2 separate regions of the Mus musculus genome follow, and region 1 is linked to region 2. The links are chromatin contacts, called in public promoter capture Hi-C maps. All regions are on one chromosome and are shown on one strand. The core of a region is the stretch at or near the end of the contact, and the rest is flanking DNA. Distances in the headings are between cores, read along the strand shown.

What was found. Promoter capture Hi-C pulls out the DNA fragments that hold promoters and counts their contacts.
Region 1: a contact with region 2 is called in a promoter capture Hi-C map of pre-B cells. The contact joins the promoter of Hyls1 here to the promoter of 1700023A20Rik in region 2. A contact is called at or near these places in 1 of 39 promoter capture datasets (pre-B cells), 1 of 484 Hi-C or Micro-C datasets (CD4 T cells) and 1 of 9 other capture datasets (liver).

The regions. Positions count from the first base shown.
Region 1 is chr9:35,568,339-35,571,566 of GRCm38.p6, reverse strand. It overlaps Hyls1 (HYLS1, centriolar and ciliogenesis associated), which reads left to right and starts at 1,498. Exons shown (of 4, transcript NM_029762.1): 1 at 1,498-1,690; 2 at 3,062-3,112.
Region 2 is chr9:31,384,756-31,388,085 of GRCm38.p6, reverse strand. 1700023A20Rik (RIKEN cDNA 1700023A20 gene) reads left to right here and starts at 2,038. Exons shown (of 1, transcript NR_165167.1): 1 at 2,038-3,083. It overlaps Nfrkb (nuclear factor related to kappa B binding protein), which reads right to left and starts at 1,894. Exons shown (of 26, transcript NM_172766.3): 1 at 1,816-1,894.

The DNA of each region.
Region 1 (3,228 bases), core at 249-2,748, 4.2 Mb before region 2:
CTGCTTCAGATACCCAGTTCCATAGTTCTTTGGCTAAAGTCAGATTTGCTCCCATTGGCCTACATGACCTACCTCTTAAGCTCATCTCTACTGCCTACCTTTGTTCTGTTTCTCAAATCTGAGTCTGCCATCTGCCTACATCAAGGCCAGCCTGGGCTACATGGCAAGCTCCTAACTTTGAGGTATAGAAATGAAGCTGAATGTCCAAAAGTAGGTAAGAAAATGAATCATCTAACCTTGCTTAAGACACATTAGCTGGAGGTTCCATGCTAAAGGAAATTCCATACAAGCATTACATGAAAGCAGGATATTTGTCCTAAGAATGTGTGTAATAAAGTAGTGTCACATTGTCCATCAAGGGGTAGTCATTCAGTTTTCATAAATTCTTAACTGCCTCAGAGGTAGAGCAAGGGCCCTGATTAAAAAGCTAAGTAGGCAAGTGATAAGAGGCAGAGGCAGGTGGATTTCTGAGTTTGAGGCCAGCCTGGTCTACAAAGTAAATTCCAGGACAGCCAGGGATATACAGAGAAACCCTGTCTCAAAAAGCAAAAAAAAAAAAAAAAAACCTCAACAAAAAAAGAATTGTTTGGAAGATTTAAGCATTCTAGCATTTGAGGGGTGGGGGTACGTATGAGTGCTCTGTCTGATGAACACCCGCTCCCAGAAGAGAGCATAAGATCCCTTTATGAGCCAACCATGTGCAACTATGTGATTACTAGGAATTGAACTCAGGACCTATGGAAGAGCAACCCGTGCTCTTAACCCCAGAGCTATCTTAACAACCCAGCTTTCTATATATTAAGAAATAAACACCTATTTGTATTTGATGTAGAAAGTTAAAGTACGGGGGATGGGGGCCTCTTTTCCGATCTTACCCTCAGTAGTCCCCAAAGCACTAGGGTCCCTTTTTTTTTCTTTGTAAGTACACAAATCATTGTAAACGTCAGACATACATGTAATATTTTTATTATACTATTTTGTTAACAGTACGCTAGAAAAGGAGGGCAATAATAGTGCGTTCTGGAAGAGTGCATACCGTGCCGCGGGGACCGCTGCAGCTGGAATTGGTCGGGCGGTCCTATCGCGGGTTGCAGTGGAGACCGACTCACGAGCCGGGCCAGCCACGCCCCAGAACCCTCCCCTCCGCTACCCTCCGACGCCGCCGGCCACAGCCAAGAGCGGCTGCGGCACGGAGCAGGGCCAGCCCGTTGCCTAACCGCCAGACTAACACCCACACGACCAAGAAACAGATTCCGCGCCACGGTCCGGCGGGTTCCCACTTCAGCTCCACGCCCCAAACCCCGCTTCCGGGCCCGAGGTTGGGGAGGGCTTAGAGAAAATGTGCACCAATCGTTATGTAGACGTGGAGAACGTCTGGCCTCTGGACCAACGAGAGAGATGGTGGGCGGAGCCAAAGGCGTGGGCTCTCTTCGGGATTTAAACTTGAACAGCGGACCGTTAACGACTACGCTGAACGTGGAGGTGTCGTGCGCCTGCGCGAGTGGGAAACAGCGTTCCGGGGTGAGCCGCGACTGCTAGACCCTGGGCAGCGGCGGCCGAGGCTGGTGAGGATCACGGAGCCGGAGCGGTGGACCTTTCCTGGGACAGGGTGCAGCGGAGCCCACGCTCTTTCCCTCGGCCGCTGCGCGTGGATTCGCGTTTTCTTCCCTGCCAGGTTCTGGCGTTCAAGGTAAATCTCGGCAGCGTTGCTCGGGACGTCTTTAACTCGCAGCCCGAGCACAGGCCGCCCAAGCCCCTGCAGGTCACAATGTAATGTACACCTTGCCTGCGCCACTTTTGCCCGGTGGGCAAGCGAGTGGACAGAGCCCTCCCTGCCAGCATGGAAACGGGGACGGGTCCCTGGGGAAGTCGAGCTCACGGCACGCCCGTGGCCAGATGGTGCGACTGGTGGTGTTATTGTTGGAAGAGCAGGGAAGTAGCCTCAGGTTTGGGTTACACCTTCCGTGGATTCAAGTGTACAGCCGGCTTGCTTAGGATTTAGGATAGCAAGTAAAACTGAAGGAACCCCTCTGGGTGATCTTACCCCAGAAAGAGTGAGAAAACCCGTATAAAAACTATACAATACAAACAAAAATATCACTGTGCCCTTTCTTTCAAGTTGGCTAGGTTTTTTCAGTGTGCAGTGCTGATGAAAGTGAAAATAGAGGCACTCTAACGCGTGTGTTGAGGTAATAATCAGTTTTTCTAGAGAGCAGTTTGTCATTCAATTTAGAAGTTAAATTGCACCATAATTTCAGTTATAGCCAAATACAGGAATTTAAAGGGTTAAAAATCCCACCCCACCCCCCAGCCCTGAATCTTTTTACTGTAACTAGGTAATCCTGGAGCATTAAACTGTTTGAGGGTTTTTTGTTTTTAAGGGAAAGGTAATTTTAGTCACTATTACCCATATTTATCCTCGATATATAAGATGGCTTAGCTTGTGAGATCGTTGTAAGCAAAGGAACTGAGTATAACCTATAAACATGAGAAGTTGCATTTCACTTGTAAGCATCTACATATTTGAGGTGTAAAAATGAAGGGGACATAATTTGAACACAAAGGAACAGGACTTTATCACTGTAAGGATGCCATTAAAAATCATCTTGGCTTTAGTCTAAAATCACCCCAGGCCAACTCCAGAAGAGATATATACATGTCTCAATTAAACTTCAAAACCTTTTGAAGTAATTCCACTTTTTAAGTGAAGTAAGCTTTATTCCCTACTTTACATTTTTCTAACATTCAGTCCTACTTTGGAGTTTGTATAAATATTCTCTCTCTGAAGTAATTTTGTAAAAATACCTTTAGGAGCTTCTCATTGACTGCTTCTGTGATGACAACCAAGAAGCTAACTGAACCCATTTTCTTTTATATTCATCCCCAGACAACCTCTTAAGAGGATTTGCCTCAGCCTTGAACTCTTGCTTCTATAGACTCCAGAGTGTAACTAACACCCTTCAGTTAGGGCTCCCCCACCCCACTCCTGCCCCAATGTACTGTGCTTTAGAAATGACTTTTTAAATAAGAATGTTTCTTAAAGTCAGTTTTTCTTTTCTAGGTTTCCTTTTTGTTAACTCAAATACAGCCAGTCAAGGAAAAACAAAATAAGGTAAGAAACTGCTCTGAGGCTCAGAGTTGGGATCCCAGTGCCCAATGGACGCCTTACAAATACCTCGAATTTCAGCTCCAAGGACTCAAAAGATGCCTTCTCCTGACCTCCATGAA
Region 2 (3,330 bases), core at 789-3,288:
CATTAACATTAGTAAACTCAGATACTAACTTATATAAATTATCTCTCAAGTCTTGTTTTTTAAAGCAGGGGGTAGGGTCCCATTCTGTATCCCAGTTTTCAAGTAATTCTTACAGCTGTGCTTATTATACCTATTATACAGGTACTAACTGAAGATCAAAGCTTGGAAATCGCTTACCCAACTCTTGGTTGGCTTGCCTGCAGATGTTAATATCATATACAATACTTCTTACATACTCTCAGTTTAAACTGTAAACACCTGATATGATTTTATTCATCCACATAAATTCCTAGGGCTCCAATCACCAGACTGTTATTAGCTGTCAGTGGCCAATCTGACCTTCAGATCCATGTAAGTTAATGCAAGCATTTCCCAAAGCTGGAATCAGTATGAAGCTGAGGCCACGGTTCTGAACAGTGCTAAGGCACAGTGAACTGGAACTCACCGCTGTACCTCAGTGGTTCCCAGCCTTCCCAATGCTACGGCCTTCGAGTTGTGGTGACCCACCTCCCAACCATGAAACCGCTTCTGTTGCTACTTCATAGCTGCAATTTTGCTGTTACGACTTGTAATGTAAATATCTGTGTTCTTCAATGGTCTTAGATGATCAGTCTGAAAAGGTCACTCAACCCCCACTCCAAAAGGGTCATGACCCAGCTGCTCTACATGTACTGGACTCTTATCACTATTACTGACAAACAGACCAACAAGCCCACAAAAGTGGGAAGAGCAACCAGATTCTACCCTGGGGCCGTCACTATCTGTGACATCTTACCTCACCAGGTGTCAGGCTCCTTACCTGTAGTTAAGGAGGAGTTGGACCAGGCCCTTCCTACCTTTCTTTTCTCTTAGGATCTTAAAGGGAATCTCCAGCTAAGTGAGCTTACATTAACAGTGAAGATCCTTCCCACTTCCCAAGTTCTCAAATGATAATGGGTAAGTCTGTAATATACCTAGAATGGAAGCTCTTTTCTGCAAAATGATTTCACGTTCTGACAGTATTTCAGATCAAGGAAAGATACGGCGAGTGTTACATGGACACAGCTGTGTGGTCCCCAGGTAACTGTGCGCGCTCATCGTCAGCACACAGAGAATTGAGGACATCCTGCACGCATGTAGCGCCTAAATAACTGAGTGAAAGTGAGAAAGGAGCAAGACACCTGCACGTAACAAAACTTAAAAAAAAGAAAGAAAAAAAGAAAGGAAGGAAGGCCGGCAGGCAGACCGACAGACAGAGGCAACCTGATGCTTAGAATAAACTCCTCTTAGCGTAAGTGGCATAGACAGCGTGCAAAGCCAGTTACCTCATCTGACAGGTGCACAATGTACACAACTCACTCAGAAGCTGCTTCCAATACCGGCGGTTGATTAAGCTACACATAATTATCTAGCGACAACCGCTGCCTTGCCACTTATTCTGCACAAGAACTCAAAATACAAAAACAGGGGCGCTGCTAGCGAGCCGGAACCCCGGAAGCTGCCGATTTCTAAGTGTTGGGGGTGTCCCGGGCTGCTTCGCTAGACCAGGAAGGCCTCTTCTCTGCACCTGGGCTAGCCCACCCTCTAGACCCTCGCGAGCAACCAGCAAGCAAGGACCTCGGACCGCAGCCCCACGTCGCCAGCCCCACCTGCGCGCAGCGCGCCGCGGCCCGCCCCTCCCCCACACGTCCTCCCCCTAACCCTCGCCCACCCGGCAGCCGCACGCCACGCGTGGGGCCCGCCGCGTGCCCACGGCAACGCCCCGCTTCTCCCTTTCTCCCCGCTTCTCCCCTTCCCCCGGCACCCACCAAACCCGACGCCTGGGCCCGCCCTCACCTCAGCAGAGTCCGCGGGTCTCACCCGGGGTTCGTCGGGCCGTGGGCTCCGAAACGCGCTCGCTCCCGCAAGGCGTCTGGGTACGCGCACGTTCCGGGCTCCGGCAGCGGAAGGGGCGGGACCTGTGGGGCGAAACCTAACGGCGGGGCGGAGCGTATTGGGCAGGACGGGCAGGGGCGGAGCCTGTGGCAGCACCTGAACCGCCCCGACGCGTCTGGTGCCACAAGCTACGTCGGTGCGGAGAAGGCACGATCCATTCTGTGCGGGGTTCTCCTGGCTCAGGAGCTTTGGAGGATAGAGCGATGTCGCCTTTTGTCAGCTGCGAAGCAAGAGCACAGTCTGACAGGCACCGTGCTAACCACCACTTCTTGTGTGACAAAATTTTTCCAGGGGATACTCAACACGACAAATCAAAATACCGAGACCACCCAAGTCCAACTTGGTGAACTACTATTGGGATTACTTGCAGGCATATGGGTGAGGGTTTACTTAACAAGAGCAGAAATGACTTAGCTGAAAAACCAAGGCTCACCCCAGCATGAGTGACAACTCACAAAAGCTGGGAACCTGAAACACTGCACAGCCTACAAGCAGCTCAACAGGTTGCAATGAGTCCTTTCCAGGTGCCTCAGTTGGTCTACACCTTTCCAGGCAGCTCAGCTGGTTTCTGCTGCCTCCAGGTAGCTGGTCTGGCCTCAGAGTCGACTTTGTAGCTTTTTCCCCAACTCAGAATCCTCAGTTTAGCGTCCTTCCATCTGAGAAGGTCTCTCAGCTTTTATCGTTTATTCTGGCAGAGAGGAGCCTAAAGAATCTGATCCGTTTCGGGGACTTCCTGAAGCTATTTTGAGTTGCTTAAAGAGCTTTTCTTGAGTTGTTTAAAGAGCTTCCCTGCAGAAGAAAACTGTTAGACACCACCACTCTGTCGGGAAGGCTTTGCTGAGGCCACCAGACAGTGGAGGACCTCTTGCAGTCTTGAAGGTTGGGAAATATAACACAGACTCTAACCCATGTCTCCAAGTCCGCACAACTTGCAGAAAGTGAAAACATCGACAACTTACTCTTATGATTCATCATTACGCCTTCTTTCTCTAAGACCGTCTTATTTAGAATGTCTTCTCAAGTATTCTACAGTTCACCCTCTGGTCCTGCGTGGGTTAGCCACTGTTCCTTCGGTTTAATAAACATGTCAGGGGAGCAGGGCATGCCAGGCATGTCCTTCTCTCAGTGGAAAATAGTGCTTTCCAAATAAAGCCAAATCTTTGCACCCATGCGCACGCGCACACACACCCACTGACTCTATAAGCGTCCTTGGATCAGCGGGGCATGGTGGCGCAAGCCTTTAATCCCAGCACTCGGAAGGTAGGCAGAGGCAGAGAGGCAGAGAGGCAGAGAGGCAGAGAGGCAGAGAGGCAGAGAGGCAGAGAGGCAGAGAGGCAGAGAGGCAGAGAGGCAGAGAGGCAGAGAGGCAGAGAGGCAGAGGCAGGTGGATTTCTGAGTTCAAGGCCAGTCTGGTCT